Linked DNA regions of Macaca mulatta: region 1 is linked to region 2. The links are chromatin contacts, called in public Hi-C maps. All regions are on one chromosome and are shown on one strand. The core of a region is the stretch at or near the end of the contact, and the rest is flanking DNA. Distances in the headings are between cores, read along the strand shown.

Region 1 (6,733 bases), core at 1,303-3,802, 1.2 Mb before region 2:
CTGTCTTTTGTTGAGTGTTAAGACCGAAGGAAAGAGGATCGAGGGGTCTGCAGGGAGAAAAAGACCGCGGAGAGCCGGCAGCTGGCGCCTAATGCCGGGGTCCGGGGCGCGCTGGCCTCGTGGGTTCTCCCGGAGGCCAGGCCCAGCACAAGCCTTCTGAACACGCTGGCCAATGTTTAACCCGAATGCAGTGGCCACCAGGCCGCTTTTGTTTGTTCGCAAATTAATCACCCAGCGCATGGCCGGCGCCAGAGTGGGTTTATCACCCACCGGGAGGGGGGCGCGCCGGGCACGCAGAGACAAAGAGGAGTTCGCACCTTCCCGCTTTTGATCCCAGAATTACGGCGGCCTCCCTGCCTAATACGAGCCTCCTGGGGCCGAGTCTGGGAGGTCAGTCATAATTGGCGGAAGTTTGCAGACCATTAGCAAGATGTCGACATTTTCGATTCGAACCCCGCAAACTTTCCTCTCGTTCTCTGCTTCGCGCGCTGGAGGTGGGGGTGGGGGAGGACATGAGGGTCAGAAGTAGTGATCTGGGGTGATCCCAGGGTTAAGTTAGAGCTATGGGCAAAAAATAGGCAATTGAGGGAGGAGGACAGTGTGAGGGGCAGAACTCCCTCTCAGTCCACCCGCGGAGCCAAAAACAAGTCGAGACATTTTTTAGTAAAATCCGCAAGCTCCCCTCCCATTTCCAAAGCAGACAGCTGGCCAATGCGGAGGAATGTCTCCCTGCTGTGCGTGGGACGCTTGGGGGCACCGAGTGGGTGAGGAGGGGGTCGGTCACAGTGTGGTTGTAGAACTACTTTGCTTCCACTCCAAGTGTTGGGGCAGAGACTGGCCTGCGAGGGCAGGCAGGCAAAACCAGATCGCTGGGATTTGGGGCCGCTCTTGAAAGTGCAGCGAAGCGGCCCCAGGCCCCGGAGGCGAGCAGTGTGGGGGAGAGGGATGCACTTTTTTTTCTATCTTTTTTTGGGGGATCCCCAGAGATTCATGAAACCCTGCAGTGACCTCCGTGTTCTGTATAAGGCGGGGAATGGCCTGGCCTTTCGCACCCTTCAGGGCGGGGCGGAGGGGATGCGGGAGGGGGTGTTATGAGCCAACACTCTAGGGTCCACCACCTCATTTTTTTCCCCTGTCTCTCCTTTCTGTATTTTAACCACTGGCAGAGACAGACAGAGAGGACGCCAGAGAAAGACACACTGAAAGGGAAAGAAAGGGGCGAGATGGCGAGCCAGACGGAGTTCGCAGAACCACTCTGTTCTCTCTGGTGACTTCAGGGAATTCTCAACGCTGGCGCCAAACTCTCTTAACCATGTGCGTCAAAAATGCGAGGCTGGAGAAGCTTGCCGCCTCAAAAGGTCCACCCCTATCTCAGCGTGGTTGGCCCACAAGAGCACTTCATTTTCACTCGTCTCTTGCTGCCACGTTGGGGTTTCGGAGTTGCTGGGAGTTGCGGGGGTGCACAAGGCAAAATGCGAGAGAGGCCTGCGCTGGCCTGCAGAGACTCACACATCCAAAGCCAGGGGTCTCTGAAACCCCTAAGCCCCCAGATCAGCCCTTTCTCCGTTCCCTTTCCATCGAAGAAGCTTTCATCTCAGGAAAGATAAAAGAACATTGTTTTCAAGATTTCCCTCCATCTAAGCAAGGATGGTCCAAGTCATTGGCCCCCAGAATCAAGAACTGTGGGCTTAGGCGAATCCTCTGACCCCGACCGGGCGCTGCGGTAACAGAGTTAGTAATTCGGCGATTGGTAAGATCCGGTCGTTTCCCTCTTGTCCGCCCAAGAGGAGGCCCCCACCCTACCCGTACTGAAAACAGTCATCTCGCCTCTGAGGTGGGGGCGTTTCACGGTTTGTTTTACAAACTCAGCCTCCCTCCCCGACTTCTGGCGAGATAAGTCTCCGGGGTGGAGAAAGAACTGAGGCACCGAGAGATAAGTGCGATGCCTAGAGAAGATACCAGGCTGGCGCGCCTCCCCCAACCCACTCGCCCACCCCTTACCCTCTGCTGTGCTCCCAGCCGGGCCTCGAGGTGAGGGCAGCGGCTTGGAAGGGACAGGCTCAGAACCCAGTCCCTCGCTGTGCTCGCTTTGTCCAGATCCTCCATTCTCTTCTCTACACCCACACCCACATCCAGGTGGAATATGGGGGCCCGCATGCAAATGAAAGACGAGATCCAAAAGGGCCGGGTAAATGCATTTCGTAAAAATCCTAAGTCCATCTTCCCCAGGAGCTCAGACAGGGTCAGCCGCGCAGGCTGTGTACGTGTTTGTGTGTACGTGTTTTTCGGTGTGTGGTTCAGTCCCACTGTGTTGGTGCGTGTTCGAGTACAGATGCACTGGGGGTGTTTGGGTCTCCGCACATGGCTGCAGGTGGGGCACAGTGGAGAGGAAGCCCACACATCCGTGTGCTCCCCTAGCCCAGATGCAGGGGAGACCAGCACCGAGACACCCGAGCCCGGGAGCCCTTTAGCGGCGGCCAGGCGGAGCTTGGCTCCACGTGGGGCTGGAGAGCACTCAAGCCTGTAGTCTCGGCGCTCGCCTCTCCGCAGCCGCCGGCTTTTGTAGAACCGAGCAGCCGGATAGCAGCTCGCGGGGAGGCTCGGCCACCCGCCCGGCTCGCCTGGGGCCGGGAGAAGGAGAGCTGGAGAGAGTACCGGCTGCGGCGGTCGGAGAGGCGAGCGGAGTGCAAGAGAGGCGAGCGCCCCTGCCCGGCGCCCGGGCGCGCTCTCCGCCTTCCCCTCCCGGCTCGCCTGCTCGCTGATTCCCTCCCTCTCTCCCTCCCTCTTCCTCCTTGGCCCTGCCTCCTCCCTCGATCCCCGGCTGGATGACTGAGGCATTTCAGACGTGGGCTGAACCAGAGCGAGCGAGCTCAGGGGCTGCAGCGATCTCTCGATAAGCCACCTAGAGGCGACTCTGTGCGCGCGCTCCCCAGTGGCTCCCGCCCTCCCTCTGATCATGTTGACATATTCACAGGACAGGCAGTAGTACCGATGCGGCGCTGCGACGTTACAGTTTCCGACACCTTCTTTTTATAACTCAGCTCTATCCCCCAGCACTCGACCTGTGAAAACCACGCCTATGCAGCAACACAATTGGTCCGAAAGCGTCAAAGAGCCAATCAAGAGGCCTCCGGCTCCCCGCAGCCCACAGCGCAGCCCGACCTTCTAGAGCCGCCGAGCAGACGCCCGGTGAATTCTAGAGGCGGCGGAGGGTGGCGAGGAGCTCTCGCTTTCTCTCGCTCCCTCCCTCGCTCCCTCCCTCTCCGACTCCGTCTCTCACTCTCTCTCTCTCCCTCCCCCTCTCTCTTTCCCTCCGTTCCATTTTTTCCCCCTCTAAATCCTCCCTGCCCTGCGCGCCTGGACACAGATTTAGGAAGCGAATTCGCTCACGTTTTAGGACAAGGAAGAGAGAGAGGCACGGGAGAAGAGCCCAGCAAGATTTGGATTGAAACTGAGACACCCTCCGGAGGCTCGGAGCAGAGGAAGGAGGAGGAGGGCGAACGGAAGCCAGTTTGCAGTTCAAGTTTTGATAGCGCTGGTAGAAGGGGGTTTAAATCAGATTTTTTTTTTTTTTTTAAAGGAGAGAGACTTTTTCCGCTCTCTCGCTCCCTGTTAAAGCCGGGTCTAGCACAGCTGCAGACGCCACCAGCGAGAAAGAGGGAGAGGAAGAGAGATAGGGGGCGGGGGAAGAAGAAAAGAAAGGTAAAAAGTCTTCTAGGAGAACCTTTCACATTTGCAACAAAGGACCTAGGGGCTGGAGAGAGATTCCTGGGACGCAGGGCTGGAGTGTCTATTTCGAGCTCAGCGGCAGGGCTCGGGCGCGAGTCGAGACCCTGCTCGCTTCTCTCGCTTCTGAAACTGACTTTCAGGAGCGGCTTTTTAAAAACGCAAGGCACAAGGACGGTCACCCGCGCGACTATGTTTGCTGATTTTTCGCCTTGCCCTCTTTAAAAGCGGCCTCCCCTTCTCCAAAAGACAACTTTCCTTCCTCCCTTTGAAGTGCATTAGTTGTGATTTCTGCCTCCTTTTATTTTTTCTTTCTTTTTTTCTTTTTTGTTTTGTTTTCCCCCCCTTTTGAACTATGTGCTGCTGTTAACAACAACAACAACAAAAACAACAAAACACAGCAGCTGCAGACTTGTCCCCGGCTGGAGCCCAGCGCCCCGCCTGGAGTGGATGAGCCTCTCCATGAGAGATCCGGTCATTCCTGGGACAAGCATGGCCTACCATCCGTTCCTACCTCACCGGGCGCCGGACTTCGCCATGAGCGCGGTGCTGGGTCACCAGCCGCCGTTCTTCCCCGCGCTGACGCTGCCTCCCAACGGCGCGGCGGCGCTCTCGCTGCCGGGCGCCCTGGCCAAGCCGATCATGGATCAATTGGTGGGGGCGGCTGAGACCGGCATCCCGTTCTCCTCCCTGGGGCCCCAGGCGCATCTGAGGCCTTTGAAGACCATGGAGCCCGAAGAAGAGGTGGAGGACGACCCCAAGGTGCACCTGGAGGCTAAAGAACTTTGGGATCAGTTTCACAAGCGGGGCACCGAGATGGTCATTACCAAGTCGGGAAGGTAAGCAGTGGGGGCCTCCTCCCCTAAGCTGCTGGATAGTTTTATCCTCCCTTTATCTCTCTGCTCCCAGAACAGTCGGTTGGTCGGTTATTACGGCTTGGACGAAAAGTTAGTTCCCATAGAAATATGTGCACAGACTTCCAGGCCCTGCCCCAGTGGCAGGAAATTTCAGCTTACCTGGGCATCTGCACGGGTCTTATATTTGGTCTGCATCGTGGGTTCCCTCCCCAACAGACAATTTTTCAATGGAGCGTAGATATCCCTGCAGGGAGCAGGAAAAAAAAAAAAAAAAGGCACTCTACTGCAAGAAATGCACTCTGCAAACCCTCCTGGAACATCCTTATTTCTTTGTTGATGTTGTGTTGTCTGTTTTATTTTGTTCTCCAGAAAGAAAAACTTAAAGCCCTCTCCTTTTGTGTGGGTAGCGGGAGGCCTGACACCAGTCCCCGGCCCTTTCTGCCCTCCAGTCTAGCCTCTGGGTCTAAAGGGGCCTGCTGCTGCCCTGGTCAGAGAGAAATCGAAGGGCATTTTGGTTTGTTTGCCCACACCACTTCACGTGTCTGTAACCCAAGGGCGAGTTCAGCAGGCAATTTTGCATAATTTAAGATTGTGTTTGCAGACTGAAGGAGCCAGTGAGGAGACACACACTGCTTTTTTAATGTGTGAATATTATCAACCATATTTTACGTAATATTTAAAGGTCCTTGCCTGACCAAAACCTGCCTGGAAGAGAAGATCCTGTAACAGTCATTTAAAAACACTGATTTTTTAAAATAGCATTGAAGCCTGTAAAGGCATAAAGTTAAAAAGATAAAAATAAAATCCCCTTCATGATATCTTAAGCATTCTGTCTCCTTCCAAGCTAAATGAGGCCAAAGTTTGGCATAAAATCCTCAAACCCACAAGACATTTAGTCAGTTTTCCAGCGAAGTGCTTCCTTGCTTCCTTTTAAGTCAAGACTACAGAATGCCAACATTTCTGTGAAATTAACAGCAATGTGGTGGCACAATCTTGCACTTTTGGACTGGCCTAAGGAGTGGGGGAATGTGTTAGCAGCTCCATGGGCAGATAGGTTATCAGGCCAGGGAGTGCACGGAAATCTGCAAAATTCGTTCTGCGAACTCACTGATGACCAGTTTCACTTCGCCCACAGCGGGATTGCTATTCTACAGCAGGGAGGGGTGCAACTTGACGTTCATTTCCTTGATAAGTTTAACATTTTCTCATCAATGGGTAGTGGAAAATTCTAGTCTTAACTGACCGCGCTTTACTAAAATCTTACCCCAACCTGTTTAGAACTAGATACCCACAGAAAAAGACATGGGCAAGAATTTGCTATCAGGAGGGCAATCTGTAAAGTCATACAAGGAAAAAAAAATATTGAAGAAATTGTTAGACAATGTAGAGAAATGCAGTGCCACAATGCATTTGTTTTGAACCTTGGGACATCTAAATATGGAGAAACTGAGAATATTTAATATATTAATTGTGGAAGAAAACAATTTTGCAGCCAGTTGCCTCACTCTGAAACATATAAGCTTATCAGTCACAATAGAAAGTCTTAAACTTGGTTTCAATATTATATGATACATAGGAAATCAAACCCAAGATTATGGGTGGTTTATCTTTCTTTTTTCTTTTCTAATCTTTCCTTTTATAGGCGAATGTTTCCTCCATTTAAAGTGAGATGTTCTGGGCTGGATAAAAAAGCTAAATATATTTTATTGATGGACATTATAGCTGCTGATGACTGTCGTTATAAATTTCACAATTCTCGGTGGATGGTGGCTGGTAAGGCTGACCCTGAAATGCCAAAGAGGATGTACATTCACCCGGACAGCCCCGCTACTGGGGAACAGTGGATGTCCAAAGTCGTCACTTTCCACAAACTGAAACTCACCAACAACATTTCAGACAAACATGGATTTGTAAGTTTCATTGCTCTCTTCAGTAAAATTTTCTCCTTCTTCACTCAGTCAAAGGCAGTGCTTCCCCATTTCATGAGTTTCAGCCCAGACTTCTCCTTTGCTTCTCCCTGAGCATAGCAAACTTGTCCTTGTCCGGAAAAAGGATTCGGGGTGTTTCTCTCCGGATAATGGAAGACCTGGCGTTCTAAAAGAAATGGGGCAAGAAAACTTACTGGCTTGTGTTCTATAGCAATTCCAGCT
Region 2 (6,088 bases), core at 3,542-6,041:
GAGGGAAACCCACGCCCCACTGCAGCTCCAGAGGGACCTCTGAGCTGGCCGGCACTCACCAGTGCACTCACTCACTTGGAGGCTGGATCTCAGCCACTGCCCAACCTCCATTTGCTCCAACCCTCCACTTGCTCCAACCGCAGGGTCCAGGGCCTGTCCCCCGAGGGGTAGTAGGCCCAGTGGACTTCCAGTCGCTGGGGCCCCTGATGCTACAGCCCCAGAAGTCTGACTCAGTGTTGGCCCACCCCTGCTGGATCCCACAGGCAGGCCTCTTAAAGTTCCAGCCCGGATATTGGACTGGGGTTGAGTTTAGACTCAGAGCCCTGCTTTTCAGTGCTGGGGGGTGAATGCAGAGGAAGATTGGGCAGGGAGTAAACTTGGTGAGGGATGCCATTGTTTAATTCCCACTTCCTACAGCTCTCCAAAGGAAGGAAGGAAGAAGGGAGGCAGGGAGGGAGGGAGGGAGGGAGGGAGGGAGGGAGGGAAGGAAGGAAGGAAGGAAGGAAGGAAGGAAGGAAGGAAGGAAGGAAGGAAGGAAGGAAGGAAGGAAGGGAGGGAGGGAGGGAGGGAGGGGAGAAAAAAGAAAGGAAGGAAGGAGAGAAAAAAGAAAGGAAGGAAGGAAGAAAGAGAAAAAGAGAGGAAGGGAGGGAGGGAAGGAAGGGAGAAAGGAAGGGAAAAAGGAAATAAAAGGAAAAGGAAAGGAAAGGGGGAGGGAGGGAGGAAGGGAGGGAGGGAAGGAGGGAAGGAGGAGAGAAGGGAGGGAGAGGAGGAATTCCTTGCCTTTTTGATTAAACGTCCCAGGTCGGGCCTGCCCAGTTAACAAGACCGTTAATTAAGCCGAGCACGATTCAACTGACAGGAAGGCCCTGCGCCCCGCAGAGATGTTCTGGAGACCAAGCAGTCCACGGCCCAGCGCCAGTGGGGCACACTAGCCACGACGTCCCCGCCTCCCAGGGTTCCACGCAGGCCAGGACACTCTCCCTGCCTGGGCTCCGGGTCGCTCTCAGCCGGCCATCCCCCAAGGGTTCCCCAGAAAATTCACCACTCGCACCCCACCCACCCCACTCCCACCCCCGCCATCCCTCTCGCATCCCTGCCCGGATGTCTAGGCCTGAGCACCCGTTGCGCCCCGCCGGCGTCCTCTCTGGCCCGCCTGAGAGCGCACGGTCCCGAAGTCCTCGGGCAAACCCGAACTGCGGAGGGCAGAGGCTGGGCTCGCTGGTTCTCGCCAGAGCGCCACACCAGCCGCTCTCCTCCCGCCTCCAGGCGGCGGGGCCCAGCCTTCACGCCCGCTCCTACTCGGGGGCCCGATTCCTTCCGGCGGCGGGCGGTGCTCTGCGGCGCTGCGGGACGCTGAGTGTGTATGCGAGGCGCGGCCTATATTTACACCCCAAACAAAATAATTACACTTTTGTCGGAGGGAGAAAGCCAGTGATTAGGCGTAGGCTCTTTGCGGCAAAACAGTTTCTCAGTGGTACACCAGTATAATTTTTCACGGCTGGCTGAAATCAAAGAGGGGAGGTAATGAATCCGGCGAGCAATTTAAATTTACAATTTGTAACGCCGCCGCCGCCGCGCAGACCCGGCCGAGAGCGCAGCTCAGAGGCACTCGCTGCGTTTGTTTAATGTTAAAGCCGCGCTGGCTCTTGGGGGTGGGGTGGGGGGAGTGTGCGTGTTGGGGGTGGGAGCGGTAATGATCGAAGTCGGGAGAGGACGGGCTGGGTCGCACAAGATGCCACCAAGAGAAGCGGGCAAAGCGCTCGCCTCTCCGGTCCCCCCAGTCACCCGGGCCCCCAGCGCGCGCGTTTCCCAATAAAGGGTGCCACTCCCGGCCGTTCGAACAGAGGAGATGCCTTAAGAGGAGCCAGGAGAGGGACTGGCTGCCAGAGAAGACCCCCTTTCCTGCTTGGCTGCAGAATCTCCCAGGCCGGAGACTTTCCGGTGAGGAATAGGGAGGTGCAACTGAAAAGACCTCTTCAACCCGCGGGAGGGTCAGCTCCAAAAGTCCGGAAGAGCCCTCATTCCGGCCGCTGCCCGTGTCCCGAGCTGGAGAACTCAAGAGATGTATCACCCACGCCCCAGCTCAGCGCTCCTCAAAACTCCCACCCCAGGCTAGTGTGCGCCTCCTCGCCCGTAATTAATTACCGAACTCAAGGGGGAATATGCAAACCGCATATTACTAACTCTACAGGGCTTAAGTGATTGGAAACAGATTATTATCTTGTTTGTCTTTTGTCTGTTTTACTTATCCCGCCGCCGTCTGTCGAGTTGTAATGTTGATACTCTTTACTCTAGGAGGAAGATTTTTATATAGTAAATTCCATCAACATCTTGTATAAGTGACATTGCATCTCCATGCATTACCCTGTTAAGACACAAGCGGTTTATTAGTTACATATAGGAGGGGATTTCGCTGCCTGGTCGCCATCTGTTAGCGCTGTTAGGGTGGGATGCGTCTAATAGCTGGTCTGCTGGCATTTTCCGATGCTGTGCACCGGGGAAGGTGGTGGGCTAGAAAAGGCCGAGTGGGTTCTGGGCAGCTTGGTAGCCCAGGTCCAGGGAGTTCTGGAAGTGGGGCTGAGCTGTACTGAGGGTGAGGCCCCCAACGCAACTCTGGGGGGCTGCAACAAGGGCAGGATCGGTAAGTTCCCCTACAAGAGATGGAAGGTCAGACCAGGGCTTCTGGAAACAGAGTCCTCATCTCCTGCAACCAAATATTCAGCCCCAGGTAACCCACACTTATCCCTACTCAGGGCTACTGTCATTTGTTCCCTCTTCCTACGACCTCCCTGGCCTGGTCACATGGTGGCTGGGGCTTGGCTACTCCTTGAAGCTCTCTGGGAGATGAGGACCAGTGGGTCTGTCCGAGATTCAGATAGAGCTGAGTACACAGGCCCCCTGACACCACCAGTGGGTGCGCAAAGCCTGGGCTGGAAACACACACCACACAGGGCACTTTGGATATTTTGTGGGGTTTGGGGGAGAATGGGCTCAGTGTGCCTAGTCTGGAGCAGAGAAGAAAGTGGTTGGATGGAGGTTTTTAATGACCACGGAGCACGTGGCAGGGGTGCAAGTGTTCCCCCCATATCCCAAAATCTGCAGGATGCACAGTAAGGAGCACTCATCTCAGCGCTGAGTGGCATGCTGGATTTGGAAGCTCCAGCAGAGAGACCAGGAGAGGAGAACAAAAAAAAAGAGAGAGAGAGAGAGAGAGAGAGAGAAATGGAGAAAGAAAGCAAGGGAGAACCAAAGGAAAACGAAACAGAAAGAGAACAGACTCTGAGCACAAGAGAAAAACGGAGACAGAAAGGAAAACAGACATGTGGCAAGAACTCGGGAGACACAGAAAAAGCCCAGTGAGACAAAGACGGAGAAGGCAGCATGATTCACCTCTGCCGGGAGCCTGAGCACCTCTCTCCTCTCCGGGTTCTTATTTCTTTCCAGCTCTGCCCTGCCAGAGCTCAAGTATCCTTTAAGCCCAGGCGGGCAGAGCCAAGAGCTGCCGGAAACTGCGGTTCCATTTGAAGTCTCTCATGGCCGAGCCTAGGAGACCAAGTGAGATTCATCCTGCCTGTTCCTGGTTGAGCTGGGCTCTAACCAGGCTCACTACTATGCTCTGTAGATGCCTGTCCCCTGACAAGCTAGAGGGTCAGGTAACAGCACCAACAAGCAGAAGTTGTCCGGGTTAGGGATTCCTTTTCCAGCGGGCTGGCTGGTGAGTCAATGCTCCACTCTGTAACCAGCACTCACCAATTCCCTGTCCCTAGCAAGATCACCTCCCCTAGATAACTGTGGGGGACAGTGCTAGACCTGAAGAGGAACGGGGACAAGTGGGCATTCCTGAGCCCCAACACAGGCATCCACAAATCCTGTTATCTCAACCTCCAAATCCACAAAGGTAAGCGCTGCTAGGAGTACACACACAAACACAAATACAAGCATAACCGCCCCCCCCCTCCGTCACACACACACACACACACACACACACAGCCTACAGGAGTTGCATAAACAAAAAACTACTGTTTGCACAAATACACACATTTGCAGGCACACACACACAGCGACTGGCACACAAACATAGCTCTTCAAAATTCTGCACTCACAGACAAAACCAACCCAGCTCAGTCTCCTATACACAGGGTCTCAAGTATGCACGCCCTCACCTACACACAAACACACACATTCAGGTTTTTAAAAGTACACCTTCACATCAATGCTTGCAAACACAGACACAAATGTGCTTACGTTAATGCACACGTACACATGAAAACATCCTCACATTTTTGCGTCCTAAAATAAACACACACACATAGGCACAGACCAACAAAAATAAAAGTGCACACGGTGATAAACACAAACATTAGCAGGACCATACGCAATTACAAACACACGAATCTGCACACACAAAAACGCACACGCAGAAATGTACTCACAGGATTGATGGTACTAATGCAATAAACAGATGCAAAAATGGAATTCTCAAACAGCAAGTATACACTAACAAGCTCAGGAAATACACCCAAACAAACGTTCACAGCCAAGTGTTGGCACAAACCCCTCTAGCTCCAGCCCTTGGTCCCAGGCCCTACTCCCTCAGCCCCCTTTCCAGAAGCGAAACGAAAATCCTGGTTGCCCATTCTTGGCCTCCCCAACTTGGAGCCCTGGTGGCCACGCTGGCCCCGAGGGAGAGGAGGCCTGGTCCCTTCTCCTCCTCAGACCCACACACCCCCTCCTCACACACACCTGCCAGCACCACCCCGCTCCTTAACACACACACACACTCTCTGCTCACACTCTGGGAGCCCTGCCGAGCACGGAACACACGTGCGCCGCTTCTCCTGCGCCCAATGAGGGGACAAACTTGCACACCCAGCCCGCACGGCGTGAATGCAAACAGCGTTTTCATAGTCGCTGGTGTCCCCCGCCTCAGCCGTACGACCCACTCACCACAGTGCCCATAGGCTGACCTGGAATCTGGAAGGTGCAGCGAGGAAAGGAGAGACGTGGTGAGTGCCACCTCCGAGCTGTCTGCGGGAAGACCCGTCCACCCTCAATCTCCCCCTGTCCACATCTCCCTCAGAGCCCCGTGAGCAGCGTACTCAGGCCTGAAACTCTGGAGTTCGGGACCAGGCCAGACTGCACCCCTCCTCCTCCCCCGCCTCCCCACCCTGGGCCTGGGCCTGCGCTCGGTGGCCTGGCAGGAAAACCTACCCAGGTCGCGCGGCCTCCACTAGCTCTCTCCATGAGAAAGGCCCGGCTGGGCCCCAGCCCCGTGTATGACAAAAAGAAGCCGGGGCCGGCTCCAGGAGCTCAGAGAACCGCGCTGACGCAGCTTCAGAGCGCAGACGGGGCGCGGGGGTGGGGGAATCCAATCTGGGCTGCCTGGGCTGGAGAAGGGGAGGTAGGTGTGGGGCGTGGGGCAACTTCTGCAAGTTCTAGGGATGGTAAAGGGGGCAGGGGTACCTCCCGGACTAGGCCTTGGAACCCGTGATCCCCAAATATCTGTGAGGAGAAAAAGAGAGGAAGAGAGACGCAGTTTTCCGTATCGCGCGGCCCCCGCCCCGTCAGCCCCAAACTGGAAGGTAAATACTTACTTAGCCTCCGAACCAGGTACAAGCTAATACTCAACAATACTGATGCCTTGTTTTTTTTGCTCTGTCCGGACCGCAACGCTGTAGCCAATTTAGATATGCTATAAATTTAAGAGGTTGCCATGGCCACGGTGCGCCCATTGGCCGCTGGGCCCCCTACGTGCCGCGCCACGTCACCAAATCTGAATAAGGATGCGCGAATTACGCGGCGACCAGACAAAGATGAGGATCCGGACCGCTTGAAAGTGGGGGAAAGTGCCGGCGCCTCCGCCACCGGGGAAAGCCGCTCCGCAGCGCCGAGGCCAGCAGCCACCCGAGATACCTGGGGAAGCCCGGAACAGGCGCCGGGGCGTGCGGCCGGTGGCATGAGGTTGTGAACGCCACCCCCACCCCCACCATCCCACTCCCGGCAGCCCAGCGCCAGGCCAGCGATTGCCCAAGGACTTGACCGGCTGAGTCTTGGTCCGGACCGGACTCGCCCTGCAGCTGCTGAGACA

The links. Hi-C and Micro-C count contacts between places; a contact is called where the count stands out from the background.
Region 1: a contact with region 2 is called in a Hi-C map of fetal cortical plate, with 2.7 times the contacts expected there. The contact joins the promoter of TBX3 here to the promoter of LHX5 in region 2. A contact is called at or near these places in 2 of 14 Hi-C or Micro-C datasets (fetal cortex germinal zone and fetal cortical plate).

What each region holds. Positions count from the first base shown.
Region 1 is chr11:121,931,558-121,938,290 of T2T-MMU8v2.0, reverse strand. TBX3 (T-box transcription factor 3) reads left to right here and starts at 2,552. Exons shown (of 7, transcript XM_001111958.4): 1 at 2,552-4,565; 2 at 6,226-6,493. The coding sequence starts at 4,177. It overlaps LOC144332669, which reads left to right. Exons shown (of 6, transcript XM_077953105.1): 6 at 1,167-4,122. The coding sequence ends at 1,271.
Region 2 is chr11:120,718,279-120,724,366 of T2T-MMU8v2.0, reverse strand. It overlaps LHX5 (LIM homeobox 5), which reads left to right and starts at 4,791. Exons shown (of 6, transcript XM_001111705.4): 1 at 4,791-5,006; 2 at 5,679-6,088. LOC114670955 (a long non-coding RNA gene) reads right to left here and starts at 5,674. Exons shown (of 2, transcript XR_003720812.2): 1 at 5,595-5,674.